Regions from separate parts of the Zea mays genome. Here region 1 is linked to region 2. A link is a contact called in public Hi-C data. All regions are on one chromosome and are shown on one strand. The core of a region is the stretch at or near the end of the contact, and the rest is flanking DNA. Distances in the headings are between cores, read along the strand shown.

Region 1 (4,481 bases), core at 1,240-3,739, 270 kb after region 2:
TACATCATGATGAGTTATACAAATTTGTAGTTGAAAACTTTTTCATTTGAATTAATTTACTACTTTAAAATGTGATTTTTAAATTGTCTTTGCTTAGTGTTGGAGAAAAAACACTCGGCAAAGAGCTCTTTGCCGAGTGTTGTATTTGTGACACTCGGCAAAGAGCTCTTTGCCGAGTGTCAAAAAAAGACACTCGGCAAAGAAACTCTTTGCCGAGTGTCAAAAATAAAACACTCGGCAAAGAGCTTCTTCGCCGAGTGTTTTCTTTTACCGAGGGTTTTTTGTGTGGCACTCGGCAAAGAGCTCTTTGCCGAGTGCCCGAAATAAAATACTCGGCAAAGAATATGGCACTCGGCAAAGAGGCAAATTCCGGTAGTGACCGGTTTATAGAAACTGAACTCCAAGTTTCTTAAAAACCAAGAAGCGACTCTTCTCTAGCTAAAACCAACTTTTATGTTTGTTTAATTACATCATGCCTTTGTTGGTTTCATAGAATTTACAACTATTGCCGCCGCTTTTTAAAATAGAGAAAGGGTATGCTAGTAATTATGTATCAAAAAGACTAGAAACTGTTTCCTTAGATTCTAAGTTCCAAACACCATAGCCCAACTCTTCTTTATAATTCAGTTTCTAGAAACACGGGATAGGAACCAGTGTACTTTCAAACAGGCCCTAATAATTAAGTCTAAGGTCTGGCATCGCTCGTGGTGGTTCTGGCTACAGTGACACTATATATGGATATAGAGAAGGGTTCGAGGATTTTCTGAACAAATTACGCATGACGAGTTTTTTTTTTAGACTGGTTCGATTTGGGTGGCCATTAATTCGTGTGGATTGGGATGACACCATGCATCTTTTGGATGTATTAAGAGAGATACGCTATATCCGATTGTTTTTTCATGCATTAAATTGTGGGACAATCTTAAAGCACCGGCGGAATCCTAGGACGACGGCGGCGCCAACAGATTGGCGGGAGTGGACTAGCTAGTACGTCACGATCAAGACTCATGCGTGCATGCATGGCATGTCTTCTTTGTTGCATCACAGGTGATGAGATATATGCATGCATGGCACCGTATGTACCCATGGTCCCCATGGACAAGCGCACGTTGCCGCCACTTTTCTAGGGAAAGCGCTAGCATGCCATGGCATGCCATGCCATGCCACTTCATGCACCCGGCGCGGACTACGGCACCACGTAGGCATACATGGCACATGCATGGACGTACTACTCTAGCTATCTGTATGTAGAGCACGCACAATGCGTGATAATTCGATAAGAGGATCATCACGCAGCTTGCTTGGCTAAATCAATTCCTTCGAAAGTAAGCAATAGAAAAGCAAAAAATATCCTCTGCAATTGCATATGCATGCATAAAATCAAGCAGCTGGCTCAGTAACGCGGGCTAAAAACTGACCATGGTTTCCAGGGGCTGGCGCGCCTGGTGGACGCACACTTGTCAGTCTCGGGCACCGAGAGCTATACGCACGGGTTCTGTGCGTGACAGTGTGAGCGCAGGCTACACACACATCATCGTATCGTGTCCAGAGCAGATAGATACATGAGGGTGTGTCTACATACATACACACAGCCAGCAGAGTCAGCCAGCACACCGCGCGCGTTCTCCATGCACCGGAAACGTACTGGGTCGAGCAGTGACGCTCTGGCGCCCGCAATGATCAGCAGTACCAGATCACGACGACCCCAGTCACCGGCCTGCTTGTCCCAGATGGATGCCTACGTACGTACGCGCGTCTACAGCGCAGCGCCTGCACCGCGTGCGAGACAGCGTGGACCCCGCGCCATCCGGCCTGTCGTCCGCAGACTTGGGTCACGAAGGGCTTGCAGGCGGGCGCATATAGCCGGCCGCTGACGCGCGCGCATGTCGACGAGAGGGACGACGCGCGCCAGCCGCAGCACAGCAGCCCTCCTGTTGCCGCCTCATGCAGATGAGGCGGCGACGGCCGGCCGGCCTGCGTGGGTGGATACGAGAGCGGCGTGCGGACGCGTACGTCCACAGGAATCGCAGGCAAACCGGAGGGAGGGTCTCAGTCTCACGCCGCGCGCAGGCAGATCGAGAGACGACATTCCAGAAGCCGGGCACCTGTCTGTCGCCAGCAGCGGCCGCGCGCGCGAGGACAAGCGCGGCACAGTTGGAAAGAACAAGCGTCCAATGGCCAGTAGAAACAGACGCCACCAGAAAAAGAGGAGGCTTCGGCGGAAAGTGGCTTGCGCGGACACGCTTCCCGCCTATTTAAGCCGCGCTCGCGCGCGCTGCGGCTGGCACAGTGCCTCTCGCTCACTGACTGACTGTAATACCAGAGATCGAACAACTTGGTCCTGCAGCTCAAGAAGAGAGTTTTTGTGCATGTATGTGTGCTTCGGTTGGGTTTTTCTTTCAGTACTGTCGTTGTCAGATTATATATTGAGATCCTTTTGTTTGCTTGATACTACGGTTGGTTTTGCTGCTGCTCTTCCTGGATCTCTGACTGACTGACTGACCTCAGTTGGGGGCCGGGGGCAAGAGAGAGAGAGAGAGCCATGGCGGCGGACCAGCAGCCGCAGCTGCAGGAGGAGATGAACGACGCTGCCGGCGGCGGCCTCAGGCTGCCTCCAGGGTTCCGCTTCCACCCGAGCGACTTCGAGATTGTCAGCTTCTACCTCACCAACAAGGTGCTCAACACGCGCTTCACCTGCACCGCCATCACGGAGGCCGACCTAAACAAGATTGAGCCATGGGACCTCCCTAGTACGTAACCAAAGCATCATTCTCGATCGCCTTGATATCCGTGCGTGCGTGCAGTGGATATATGCACGCTGCTATATATGCTGCCTATACCTGTCCTAGGCTAGTGATCGATCGAGATGTGGATTCAATTCAGTCGGTCGGTCGCATGCATGATGCAGGCAAGGCGAAGATGGGCGAGAAAGAGTGGTACTTCTTCTACCAGAAGGACCGCAAGTACCCGACGGGGCTGAGGGCGAACCGGGCCACCGAGGCCGGTTACTGGAAGGCGACGGGCAAGGACAAGGAGGTCTACAACGCCGCGGAAGGGGTGGCGGTACTGGTCGGCATGAAGAAGACGCTCGTCTTCTACAGGGGCAGGGCTCCCAGGGGTGACAAGACAAACTGGGTCATGCACGAGTACAGGCTCGAAGGCAGCGGCAGGCTCCCCGCCGGCCTCGCGTCCGCAACCGGCTCAGCCGCCGCCAACGCCGCGGCGGCCTTGAAAGCTTCTGCTTATAAGGTGCGTTGCGTGGCAGTAGCGGTAGTGTAACAGCACCGGCATGATGTGGATGTATCCATATTGATCTACATGTGCTTTATTTTGCTAATTACCCTAATCTGATTCCGCTCCTGGTTTGCAAAAACGAAATTCGGCGCAGCAGGATGAGTGGGTAGTGTGTCGTGTGTTCCACAAGACCACTGGGATCAAGAAGACCACTGCTGCACCGGCGTACCAGGTGGCCATGGCCGGCGCTGAGATGGATCAGAATCAGAACAACTTCCCGGGCATCCCCTTCCCCATGCCGATGCAATTTCCCATGCTGCCAGACTTCTCCTTGGACCCGGTGCCCCCCTACTACCCCAACGCCGCTGGCGCGGGGATGTCGATGCTTCCTATGGCAGCAGGTATAGGTGGTGGCGCCGGTGGGTTCCAGCTCAACGGCGCCGCCCTGTTCGGCAATCCGATGGCCGCGCCGCAGCCCATGAGCTTCTACCACCAGATGGGCGCGGCGGGGACAGCTTGCGCTGGCGGCTTCGATGTTTCTGCGCCGGAGAGTAGGCCGTCCTCGATGGTGTCGCAGAAGGACGACCAGGCTAATGGCGCTGAGATCTCGTCGATGATGTCCGTGGCCGGCCCAGGGCCTGCGACCACCACCACCATAGAGATGGATGGCGTGTGGAAGTACTGAAAACGTGGAGGGTGGAGGGCAAAGACATGAATTCGCATAAATTAAATATGCATGTAATATCTATATCTGCATTGCATTTTGTGAAATATGATGCATGCATGGTTTGTATATTCCGTAATAACCAGTAGTTGGTAAGCTATGTGTGTGTATGGATGTACTAGCTAGTACATGCACCGTATCATTGCATGTGTGGTATATGTCTCGTTTGGTGTTAGTAATCTGCTTGGTTGTGCTGATGACTGATGGTTGTAAGAAGCAGATTCGAGTTTGGTACAATATTATCGTGAACCTATATATTATATATATGTTAATTATAGTATGTTGTTTAATTATATGAACTTGATTGCCAAAATTAACGTTAAACTATACGTGTTTATATTATATATATGTTAATTATAGTATGTTGTTTGGTGTTAGTATTTGTTAAGGCTACTTTCCAAATGTGCATGTGATATATAGTTGTCACGCCTGCACACATCTGCGACTATATATTGGATATAAAAACAAATCCTACGACGATAGTTTAACCTTATATTCGCTTCATATCAATAATAGCTTGCAA
Region 2 (4,887 bases), core at 279-2,778:
CCGATGGGTGGATGCTGGGTTAGGTAATGTACGCACGCACGCATATTGTTGTGGAGTATGAGTGGAAGAAAACCTCTTGTGCAGACGATCTTCAACGAATTATGTTATGAAGATTTGTTAAGTCATCCCACATTCTAGCTAGAACGTGTGATTATATCAAGTCCGTTTTGAGACCAAGTGATGATGCTCTTTCCAGTGGTAATGACCGATCGAGCTATTCTTGACGGTTTTAAACCGTCAAGAAAATAATTTGTAGAAGTTTTTTTTTTCTATCGATCCATTCCATTTTCGTTTTCGTTTTCTAGAGCCAACAAGGGAGAGATCTCCGTCGTCTCCATGTGATTGTGGTTGCTACACGGTGATAGTCTCATATGTGATGAGTAGAGGGTAGCTAGGTCCGATCCGTGCATGCATATGCTTTTGTTTCGATGTTTACATTGGCGCATTCAGAATAGATAGATAGTTTTTTGGTTGTTTATTGCATCAGAATAAATAGTGGTATTTGAGGATGCAGCTGTGTACACGGGCGGAGAAAAAGAGCGCGAGTGAACTAGCTTGTAGCTGTAACAATAATATGACGACCAAAGCACGAGCAGGAGTGAACGTGCAAGAGATGGACGCGTACGTTGCATTTTATTGCATTACATCTCGACAGGTGCAAACCAAATTTCCGTGTAATCTTTTTATAAACCAACTAACAAAAATAAAAAAAATGAAAAAAATATAGATGTACTTCATTGCTTACTCTACCACGATATAAAATTTTGAAATTTAAGTTCATCATATGCAGGTTAAGGGATATATAAAAAAAGAAAACTCTGATATATATCTCAGAATTTATATATATATATATATATCTTGACATATGATAAATTTAAACTTGAAATTTTATACAGTGGTAGAGAGTAGGCAATTAAGTATATCTAATTTTTTTTGTAAATTTTGTTAGTTGATTTACACAGAAACTTAGGGTGTGTTTTTAGTTTGAGGAATGAAGTGGTTCATCTTTTTCTTATTCCTTACTTTTTTATTTGGTTTGTGAAATATAATAAGTTGATCTATCATTATCTCATTACTTATAAGGTAATAATTAGTATATACATGGAAAGTTAGTTAATTGTACCAAAATTTATGAGATGAACTTATGATGTATCATCTCATAAATATGGTGTCGACTTCATAAAGCAAACACACCGTTAGTTTGCACCTCATTCATTGCCCTGGCGTCGGTATAGACGTACGTACGCTGGATCGATCGAATCAATGGACACGTGCACGCCCCATGCCCATGCACGCATATGAGTCATCGCTGCCGTCACGCGCACGTGCACGGCGCCACCGGCCGCCGGCATTTCCCTCCGACATCCGCCGTCCCCCGCCGCATCCAACGGCGGGGACACGAATGTCCGGCGCACCAGCGAGAGAAAAAAAACCCCCGCATCTGATGTGGCATTATGCTCTGCTGCGCTTGCTAGGTAGCTTGGTAGGTACGTACCTTGGTGTTTTCCTTGAGCAACCGCCTCTCCTCCTCCTCCCCTTCTTGCTAGTAGTATATAACATCCCCCGATCCCGTCCCTCGCAAAATTTCAGGCCTCTCGCCGCGCCATTTCCACCTTAAAACTGATCCCTTCGCTTGAATCTCCCTTCTTCTTAAAATAGATCGCGCGCGCATGATGACAGTCGACCTTGGCCTGCAGGCGGCGCCGCCGCCGTCGTCTTCCGGCGGCGTGCCGAGCAGTTGCACGGCGCTGCCGCCGGGGTTCCGGTTCCACCCCACGGACGAGGAGCTCATCGTCCACTACCTCCGCAAGCGCGCGGCCGCGGCGCCGTGCCCGGCCCCCGTCATCGCCGAGGTCGACATCTACAAGTTCGACCCATGGGACCTGCCAGGTTAGCTAGGCATCCATCGGTCGTCGTCGTCGATCGAGCTTCATGCATGCATGCATGTCGCCGCCATCATAATAAGTTCGCCGCGCGCGCACGCACGCACGCACGCATCATGCTTTATTGCTTGCTCGACGACGACGACCATTCATCCCGTTTCTGCCACGCATGCATGCAGCCAAGGCGGTTTTCGGGGAGGCGGAGTGGTACTTCTTCAGCCCGAGGGACCGCAAGTACCCCAACGGCGTGCGCCCCAACCGCGCCGCCGGGTCAGGCTACTGGAAGGCCACCGGCACCGACAAGCCCATCACGCTCTCCTCCTCCTCCTCCTCCTCCGCCGCCGCCGCCGCCGGCATGATCGGCGTGAAGAAGGCGCTCGTCTTCTACAGGGGGCGGCCGCCCAAGGGCGTCAAGACGAGCTGGATCATGCACGAGTACCGCCTCGCCGAGGCGCTCCACGCCGTCGTCAACGCCTACAGACCCACGCGGTTCAAGAACAACGCCTCGTCGTCCATGAGGGTACGCGCGCACGCCACTGCACCTCCACAGTCGTCGTCACTGCCTAGCTAGCTCGATCGTACTCGTAGCGTGGACTCCGAGAGATCCGAATCCGATCGACGATCCTTCAAATCTCCATGCACAAAACCAGTTTATCCAAAAACTAACGACTAGCTAGCTAGCTACAAACTGTATCCAAAGCTAACTATAAATTGCGAGAAGGAAGAAGAAAAAAACAAGAACAGAACAGAAAAACACTTCGTGCATATGCGCGTGTCTGTCTTCTTGCTTTTGGTTTTAGATCTGGCGTACGTAATTACTCGATTAGTTTTGAGTTTTGAGAGGAGGACAGCCGTGCAAAATTGATTCTGTCTTTATTATATGGTTGATGACGATAGGAGAGCTAGCCTGCACCCGCATATAACTAGGAATCTTTTTTTTTCTTTTTTTCCCTGTTACTTTTGAAAGTTTTCTTCCTCCTGTTGCTTGTGTGTGGATGCCAGTTTAAGCAAGTTCCCGGGGTCAATGAACCACTGCGTTTCTTTAACCCCTTCTCTCCTTGATAGAGAGAGACGTCAACTCGCTCGGCTCGACCGAGATATACACAGCGACCAGATTAACTGATCCATCCCAATTCCCATCCGTGTGCCAATTATTGGCGTGTTGATCGCGCGCACTGGTCACTTTCGCTCCCGAGCTAATTAGCTTCCAGTCAATGACACGTGTTCGGCGTACGTCACGAGATCGAAAGCTAGCTAGCTCGAGCCATCACTGACACCTACTGTTGGTCGACAACACCCGCAGCTGGACGACTGGGTGCTGTGCAGGATCTACAAGAAGACCACCCCGCAGCTGGCGTACAGCATGTCGCCGCCGCCGCACGAGGAGGTGGAGGCGTCGTCGACGTCGTTCATGGACGGCGGCGGCGGCTTCGACCTCAGCCGCCTGCACCCGGCGGACGACTCCGCCTCCGTCTCCGCCGACGACGACATCATGGCGTTGGCGGCGGCGGCGGCCACGTCGTACTACGCCGCCCGGCCGCTGCCGCGCCCGGCGTCCATCTCGGACTACCTCCTCGACTACTCGGCCGTGTCCGAGCTGTTCGAGGCCACCCCGCTAACGGAGACGACGGCGCAGCCCGGGACGGCGACGGACGCAGCAGGCGGGTTCTACTACGACTTCGGTAACGGCGGCGGCGAGCCTGCTGCAGCCGCCTCCGTAGTAGCGCAGCAGCATCAGCTGAGCCCACTCAAGAGGCGGTCTTCCGTGGACGAGGATAACTGCAACGGTGGCATTACTGACATGCTGCACGCTTCGTCGTCGTCCAGCAGCAAGAGGGTGATGGGCGATCATCACTCATCGTCGTCGTCCATGGCTGCAAACAGCTCCGTGTTTGAGCCCGGACAGACTTCTTCTCATCAGCTGCACGACAGAATATGACGCAGCAGCATGCATGCATGGGTGGTCGCTCCCTCGCTGCTGATTATGCTAGGGCTAGCTAGGAAAGAATACCGCTGCTGATTATTAATTTCATTAGTATTCATGATTGATAAGGAAGGAATTCAACATTTATGGATTATTAGTATATATTATATATGTAGTTATAAATAATATATATACTTACCCAAGTTTATATTGTAACTGTGTAAAAATAGATTGATTAGAGCAAAAGGATATTTACAGTGACGATTTCACTGGCTATAGTTAGATCTGATTGTAGCTAGATGTAATGCACCTAGGTAGCTATAGGTTGTAACATGCATGTAAGAACACATTTGTTGAATAAGATCCCATAATATGTATAAAAATCTGTTTTCCATTATATATATGTGAGTAGATACATAGCACATATATATAAATGTCTAGATTATTATTATTATTATTATTATTATTATTATTATTATTATTATTATTATTATTTCTTATACGTAGGCACTGGGAAATCGACGGTCTAGGCCATGCGCGATTTCCAGCCTTCGAAGCAAACAGCCTGATCTTTAGGACATGTTTAAGAGCAAGGTAAATGATGGAGATTAGAGAGGCTAAAATATTCTTGTTATTCAAAATTAATATTAAAGAGGTTTTAGCCTCTTCGGACTGTGTCTCCATAGAGTATAGAAAATAGAGACGTGAAACTATAGATAACACTGTTTACATAGAAAAGTTTAAAATAAGATATAAGATAGAGGATCTGCTGCAGAAAATTAAGATTAAATCCTTTACTATTTAAAATTAAATAGAGAGATTTAATCTTCTATTCTCTCTCAATCCACCTCTAATCAAACAAACTCTCAGCGCCCTCCACTTATCTAGCTCCTAAACAAGCTCTAGAGTGTCAAACCACGGCTGAATCGGAGGGAAACCAATCCTATACATGCAGTTACTTTTCATATCGGGCCAACATGTCAGTGACTTATCTACAGTTAGATCCTGCTGCAGATGATCTTGTCGCAATCGGGAGAGAGGGAGAGCAATGTGTCTGTCTTTTGTATTTGTTTTGTTTTG

Evidence for each region. Hi-C and Micro-C count contacts between places; a contact is called where the count stands out from the background.
Region 1: a contact with region 2 is called in a Hi-C map of leaf, with 2.7 times the contacts expected there. The contact joins the promoter of LOC606433 here to the promoter of LOC103634720 in region 2. A contact is called at or near these places in 8 of 25 Hi-C or Micro-C datasets (ear, endosperm, leaf and 3 more) and 1 of 3 datasets of contacts at active chromatin or transcription factors (leaf).

What each region holds. Positions count from the first base shown.
Region 1 is chr8:7,707,509-7,711,989 of Zm-B73-REFERENCE-NAM-5.0, forward strand. It overlaps LOC606433 (NAC domain-containing protein 100), which reads left to right and starts at 2,490. Exons shown (of 3, transcript NM_001308499.1): 1 at 2,490-2,750; 2 at 2,909-3,249; 3 at 3,389-4,253. The coding sequence starts at 2,543. The coding sequence ends at 3,919.
Region 2 is chr8:7,438,204-7,443,090 of Zm-B73-REFERENCE-NAM-5.0, forward strand. LOC103634720 (NAC transcription factor NAM-B2) reads left to right here and starts at 1,529. Exons shown (of 3, transcript XM_008657306.4): 1 at 1,529-1,890; 2 at 2,063-2,403; 3 at 3,187-4,204. The coding sequence starts at 1,671. The coding sequence ends at 3,822.